Regions from separate parts of the Mus musculus genome. Here region 1 is linked to region 2. Evidence: chromatin contacts called from public Hi-C data. All regions are on one chromosome and are shown on one strand. Each heading gives the region's core, a stretch centred on a gene start, on an enhancer-like site or on the middle of the called end of the contact. The rest is flanking DNA. Distances are from core to core; before and after follow the strand shown.

Region 1 (3,393 bases), core at 171-2,670, 330 kb after region 2:
AGCCAAGCAGTAAGAATGTCTGGGGGTGCGGTAGTAAACATGCCGAGATAACATGGACCTCGAGAGCACTGTGCAGACATAGATGAAGCCATCACACACATCCAAGTCTGGTCTTACTACTTAAGGATGTCCCTTTGCTTCACTGAGCCTTCCTCTGCTCATTTGTAAAATGGGACCATTCAAATGTGATCCTGCTTAGCTGTGTGCCATGCTCTTGAACCTGTGGCTGAGTGCTGTCTTCACCATTCTGCAGAAGAAACTGGGACTCAGGGACAGTGCCCACCTAACTGGCTGCAAAGCTGGCGTGGGAACCAAGGCAAGCCACTGTCCGCTGAAGCATCCTGCCTGCCACCTGGCTGCTGAGTTCCTGGCTGGGAGAACCCTGAGGCTGCTTGGCTGGGGCTGAGGGCATCAGGAAACAGCACGGTTGGGGTTTAAGCAGTTGGTGGATAGGAAGGTCCTGCAAGGGCATCCAGGATAGGACTCTGGGTCCCAAGTGCTTCCCCAGGGAGGAGTAGGAGGTGTGCGAGGGGAAGTTTAGGCTCTCGCTCACTCATGCCTGGTATGTGGTGACATCACAAACTTTTCCCTCAAGATGTTTTCACACCAGGGGACAAGGAATGAACACAGAGACAGATAAAGTAACGAGACAATTAGTGGTCAGAAGAAAGCAGGCAGAAACAGCAAAGGGGAGCTGGGGTTCAGCCCTCATGCAGAGACAGAAGCCAAGGAGCTAAGAGCCAAGGAGGAAGTGAGAAAGGGGTCCCGCCCGAGCAGAAAGACTAAGGTAGGCAATGCTAGGCGGAAACCAAAGTGTGTGCGCATCCAGAACCGGCAAAGCCAGCATCAGGGCGCAAAAGAGGGGATAAGGAGCGATAGATGGATCGAACTAGGGAAGCTGGGGGGAGGGGAAGTCACAGAACTAGAACTAAGATAGAGAATTTGCCTTTACTCTGTCTACCTGCTGGCATTGGTGCAGGGGGAGAAAAGGGTCTTGCCCAAGGTCACACACTAGATAAAGGATGGAGCTCTGCGAGGAGAGCTGAGGTGTCTGCCGTGGCCTCACACATGATGCAAAAGGGGTGGGGGTGGGATCCGAGACCCCAGACCCACCTCTCCCTCTCCCAAAGGTAGACCTTGGAATCAACAGTTCCCGTGGGGAGTTAGTCCTTCCCACCGCCTCTTCCAGCCTCAACTTCCCCACTAGCCAGGCCCTCATGGGGGTCCTCCAGCCCTCTCCCCAGAGGGTCCCCCCCACCCCCACCCCTGGTCCTGAAACTAGAGGCCCCACTTTTTGTCCCTGGGGACATTTTCAGGTCCCCTTTGTTACCTGAACAATAAGTAACCCGGGTAGTTAGTTATAAACTCCGCAGGAACAAGGAGCTGGTTGATAATTTATAGCAACATCTCGAATTTAAATGGAAAGCAAATAGCTCGCTGTTAGCATTAAAGAAAAGCAACCTGGGAGGGACAGCACTCTAGCCTCCTCCCCGCTCAGCCTCTCTCCCCTGCCCCTTTCTCCCAGCTGCTGAGAGACCCTCTCTTTTCCTGGCTCCTCTGCCCTCCCAACTCCCCCAGCCCTCTTCTCCCATCTCATCCTCCTCACCGCCCCTGTCCCCTCTGCCTCCAGGATTCTGCCTGTTCCCCTGCAGGGAGCACTTTGACCTCTGTTCCAGCTGCTTTGGACCAGGCTCCCCTCCAGCCCCCACTGCCCCCACCGTGAGGGCTGCTGATCAAGAGGTCCCACCTAGCCAGGTAAGAAGACCCTTGGCATCCCTGGCCCCTCAGCCTCATATTAAGCCCCTAGCCCCACCTGGGGCCCCAAGACAGGTCAGGCCCAGCTCCACCCTATCCAGGTTTCTTGTGCCCTGGTTCTGGCAATACTCGGCCCTTTGCCCCTCCCCTGCGGTGAGGCAGCCCTTTGCCCTCCACTTTCTGCCAAGTCAGGGGGCCTGACTGCTCCTCTGCCCCTTGCCCAAGGCCCAGGGAGGCTTCTGGACACTTCCAGAAATGCCGGGATCCACCAGCCCTCCCCCACCCCAAGTCAGAATCAGGACCTTGGACAGAAAAAAGGCTGCCTCTGGAGTATTCTTGTGAGACTGTCCCCAAACTCCTCAGCCAGCCCTCAGGCCCCTCCACGGCGCCTTCCCTGTCTAAGCCTCAGTTTCCCTACTGTAAAGCGTGTTTATTAACCACTTCCTTCTGGGGGGGCGGTTATCTCTATATTATGGGGATTTAGGCACAGCAGAAATCCCTACAGAAAATAGCGTGCCGGGCGATAATCTCAGGGAAACTGTGGAGGCTTGGGGAATTGGGGGTGGTAGTACTCCCCACAGCCCCCAAGCTACCTTTCCCTCACTTTGGTGTTCCTGTTCGTTCTCCACCCCCAAATGGGCATCTCCCCGCCACCGTCCCGACAAGTTAATGATCACAGGCCTTATCAGAGCCTTTTGCTATTTATAAATTTATAAAACAAAAGAAATAATGGCGTGCGTGGGTAATTAGTAACCAGAACGGCTTTGCTGAGGAGAGAGACGGGGGAGGCATTGAAATCGGGACCCACTCAGCACTCCAGGAGATGGGGAGCCAGACAACAGAAGAGGGGGGTCTGGTATGGGGAGGCCTCTAACCCTGCTATCTGACCAGGCTGGGGTCAGGGGCAAGCAGCACCTGGCCATGCAGGGAAACTGCCACCTTCAGCTCCATCTGCCCCAGGTAAGAAACCCAAGCGTACCCTGCCAGATGCTTAAGGCCCTGGCGGATCAGGAAATCCCCTAAAAGCCCAACATCAGCCCGGCCTCCTCAGGGGCTTTTGGGGCCCCAAACCTGGATCTGACCCCCCCCCCAGCCAAGAAGGTGGAATTTGTGGGAGCACAAACGACCACACTGGGGAAGGATTTCTACCACCCACTAGTTCTCCAACCATTTTCTTGGGGCTGGCTTTCCTTTGTCCTCTGTTTCAAAGTGACCTCAGGCCTGTCCCTGTTTCCTAAAGGCCGGACTGCAAACAGGTGGCCCACGGATACGGGGTATGTAGGGCCAAACAGAGGGGTAGGTTCGGCAAGAAGCCCTTAACCACCAGCCTGAAGACCACAGCTCCTAAGGCCCCCTAGACGGGAAGTGAAGCTTGCCAGGAGCATAGAATGGGGCGCTATGAGTTCCTTCCTGGGTGCTGGGGACAGGTTGGGGTCCTTACTGAAGAAGTGACTCCACCACGGCTTTCTGGTGGGCTGCCTCCTCTGGGCTGAGGTTCTCCAGCTCTTTCAGAATGGGTGGCGCGAAGTCTTCCCCATCGTCATCCGTGTCATCTTCAGAGCCACGCGTTTCTCCAAGGCCATTAGGCAACTCGGTCAGGTCCCCTCGACTCCCACCGCAGGACTCCCCCTTGTCCAG
Region 2 (3,383 bases), core at 532-3,031:
ACCTCCTCAAGAGTGGGAGATCCCCGACATGTGCCACCTTGCCTGGCTTTTTCTGTGGATGCTGGGATCTGAACCCAGGTCTTTTTGCTGTCACAGCGGGTATTTTACCCCACTGAGCTTGTGAGAGCCTTTATCAGCTCTAAAAGCAAGACGCATGTCAGGTAGCACTTGTCCACACATGAGAACCCAGAAGCCTGTCCCGTGAAGCATTTACACCAGTGTCGCTAGAGGGGAGTGAAGGGCTGACCACAATGCTCCCTAAAGCTTGGACTGAGTATAAAGAGGGGCACAGTGTGTCTGGGGGGTCTCATAGACACGTAAGTGTAAACATTTTCCATTCCTGTCCAACATCTTTCGAAGTCTGAGTGGGCCCGGTGCCTGTCACCTCTCCCCAATGTTCACCAACACCCTTTTCTAAGTTCCTTTCCCTTGCTACGATGTGTTTGGCTACAGGAACTAGCTTCCGTCTCTAAAGAATCAGTAAAATGCAAGCGCCCACCAACACCACCAACCAGGCCTGGGCGACGGATCCAAGGTGGGAGCCACAGACATGGGGTGAGGGTGAGCTTTGCCGGCTGACCCTCAGGGTTGGAGTCCTGGCATTATCTCTCATCAGCAATCAAGGGGACATCGGTGAATCAACCAATATTGTGATTCACAGGACCCCAGGCATCAACAAGCCCCCCTTAAATGTCAATGCTGGGGTTAGCATCCTGTGGAAGGAAATGTAAGGCCCCCTCCCCAGATACAGGGAGAGCCTTAAGCCTCGGAAGCATCCAGCCTGACCCCCACCCCAGCCTTTCTCCCGTCTTCTGGGCAGCTGGCCCAGGCTAACACCAGCCAGCTGTTCACGGAACCAATCCGTGGGTACAGCTTCCCATGGGCACCAGGTGGGGGCTGCCCTGAATGCTGGCAGAGCCCCTGGGGGCTGTGCAGATGCATCCCCAATCTCTGTCATGGGGTGGTATCAACCCTCCATTTTACCAGTATCACCAGCAATATCAGCTCTCCATGGTAACACAATTCCCCTCCCTGGAGTCCCATCCTGAATTTTCAGCGCCCCCACCCCACCCCAGCCCCACGCCTGTTGCAGCATGTCTGTTTTATCCATTTTTCTGGTACCCCTTTGGCTGTCATCTCTGCCACCATCACCCTGAACCAGGCACTGTCTCTCACAAGCCCAAGATAGCCCCGCCCCCTTGGCTTGCCCAGCCTCTGTGGTCCTTCATCCACTTTGCATACAGCAGTTGCTATAGTCATCTCAGAGGTCATGGAAAGCCACGGGGTCTTTGTAATCACTGTCCCTTCATAGCTATCCAACCTGAAACACTCCTTCGTCCCTTTTCACACACTAATGTAACTCTCTGACTGGGGGGTGGGGTGGGGGGGTGTGAGGGGTTGTTTCACATCCCCTGACTAGATACCCTTCACCGTTTGTAACTCAGTGCTTGTTTACGTGGTCGCAAGATCAATGCCGGTCCCTCCTGAATAACCGAGAGCCACTTAAGACCGAATCTTATATGCCTTGCTCAATTCCTCATTTTCAGCCCCACCTCACCTCCACCTCCCTCCGGACACCAGCCCAGTGTCTGGTACTTCTTCGGTACCCAGTGGCATCTCGCTGAATTAGTAAGAACTCACTAAAGGAGCCACCCAGGCACCTTCCGTGATTCCAAATCACATCTGGCATAAGGGGAATCGGGTCCTGGGTCCCGGCTTCGGCTGTGGAACCACTGCTAAAGAGGAAGCAGTTCCTCAGCTGACCACCAGGTGGCGGAATGTCTCTGGTTATGGAGCCTGCTGGAGCCCGGCTCTAAATGGCCCATTGACAGAGGTTGTGAACTACCCCGAGGGCGTGTGGGAGGGGTGGGGCAGAGATTCCAGATAACCCTGAAAATCAGATGAGCTAATCAGCCTCCAGCCAGAAAAACATGCAGGGGAGGATGCAGGTTTTGTGGAGCCCTGCAAAGGGATGTTGTGGGTGGCGACTGAGGGAGTCGGGCCAGGGAGGGGAGCTGGTGAGGGTGAGGCAGATCTCTAGAAGTGCAACTGAGAATCCCAACCGTAACCTTGCCACCTTCCAGCTATCCCGACCCACTGCCATGCTACCCACGGGGGACATGGGATTCCAGCTGCCTGTTTAGAGCACTTCGGGGCTGGGGGAACCACACCATCAATGTGTAGAAGTGTGTTAGAGCCCCCGTGGCTAAACTTTGGTTGGCTACTGCATGAATGAATTCCGTAACGTGGTGAAGGATGCAGGAGTCCAGACTCTACCCAATGATCTTCTGTGTGTTTGGCCCAAAGAGATACGCAAACCGGGGAAGAGGATTACCCAAGCAGAGCAGACCCCTCCCCCTGCCCACTGGTGCGGCTCACCCCGGAACTCCTCATCAGTCAGGCGCTTCTTGTGGGTCAACAAGAAGGAGAGCAGTCCATCTAGGTCCGCAGTGGAGCCCCGGGACACAATGTCAAAGAGGATGGGCCGATTGAAGACTTTGAGGATGGGGGGTGGCTGGGGTGCAGGAGCTTTGGGGCTCTGTGGCTGCTTCCTAGAAGGGAAAAAAGAAGGATACCAGGAGTTTAGCCTCTGCCTGCACTGTGCTCCCTCACCTAAGGTAGTCAGAGGTTGGGGGAAATGAAACCCAAGGGACTAAAGAATACTATGGGATGCTTTGCCCAGGAAGAGGTAAGCTGGCCTACTGTGTGTTGGGCAGAAAAACAGGAAAAGGATGCAAGCCTGCACATCCTCTAGCCCACCCACCTCCCCCCTCCATCTAACCACTCACTCACTCAGTCACCTATCCACCCACCCATCCATCCATCTGTCCACCCACCCACCCACCCATCCATCCATCTATCCACTCACCCACCCATCCATCCATCTACCCACTCATCACCCATCCATCCATCCCTCTATTCACCCACTCACCCCTCCCCCCACTCACCCCTCCCTCCATCTTTATGCTCATCTGTTCATCCTTCCACCTCACCACTCGCTGCCTACCCCCTTCATCCCTCTCACCTGCCTATTCATCTTCCCCGTCCTCCATCTAACATTTACTGAACACCTTTGTGTGTGAGAGACAGGGTCTTGTGTCACCCAGACTGGCTTTGTAAGGGACATGCAACCCAAACTGATCTTGAATGTCCCACCTTGGCCTCTTGAATGATGGGACGTCAATGCAAGCCACTATGCCTGGCTTATGCAAGGATGGGAACCGAAGCCGGGGCCCTGAGCATGCCGGGCTGGTACTCGACCACCTGAGCTTACCATCTGGCCTTTCATGAGCACTGTCTGAGGCGAAAAAAGCCTGGCAGAAGGCAGGGGAAGGAACTGGTTCACTCGCTCGCTCCCTCATTAATTTCATCATCCAACGATG

What was found. A called contact is a pair of places that touch in the nucleus more often than the background predicts.
Region 1: a contact with region 2 is called in a Hi-C map of B cells, with 2.7 times the contacts expected there. The contact joins the promoter of Hnf1aos1 here to the enhancer-like site in region 2. A contact is called at or near these places in 4 of 39 promoter capture datasets (the C10 cell line, embryonic stem cells, hippocampal neurons and 1 more), 6 of 484 Hi-C or Micro-C datasets (B cells, the G1E-ER4 cell line, bone marrow-derived macrophages and 1 more), 1 of 115 datasets of contacts at active chromatin or transcription factors (pancreatic cancer cells) and 2 of 9 other capture datasets (embryonic stem cells and liver).

The regions. Positions count from the first base shown.
Region 1 is chr5:114,967,323-114,970,715 of GRCm38.p6, forward strand. It overlaps Hnf1aos1 (a long non-coding RNA gene), which reads left to right and starts at 1,421. Exons shown (of 6, transcript XR_878697.3): 1 at 1,421-2,715. Hnf1a (HNF1 homeobox A) reads right to left here. Exons shown (of 10, transcript NM_009327.3): 1 at 3,197-3,393.
Region 2 is chr5:114,637,745-114,641,127 of GRCm38.p6, forward strand. It overlaps Trpv4 (transient receptor potential cation channel, subfamily V, member 4), which reads right to left. Exons shown (of 16, transcript NM_022017.3): 3 at 2,380-2,552. Among named protein-coding and RNA genes, the nearest start is that of Trpv4, 19 kb to the right of the region's middle. Within about 2 kb of position 1,782, at least 35 of the 459 cell types and tissues checked have an H3K27ac peak or open chromatin away from gene starts, as enhancers often do. A contact at or near this core is called in B cells and bone marrow-derived macrophages, where this site is marked.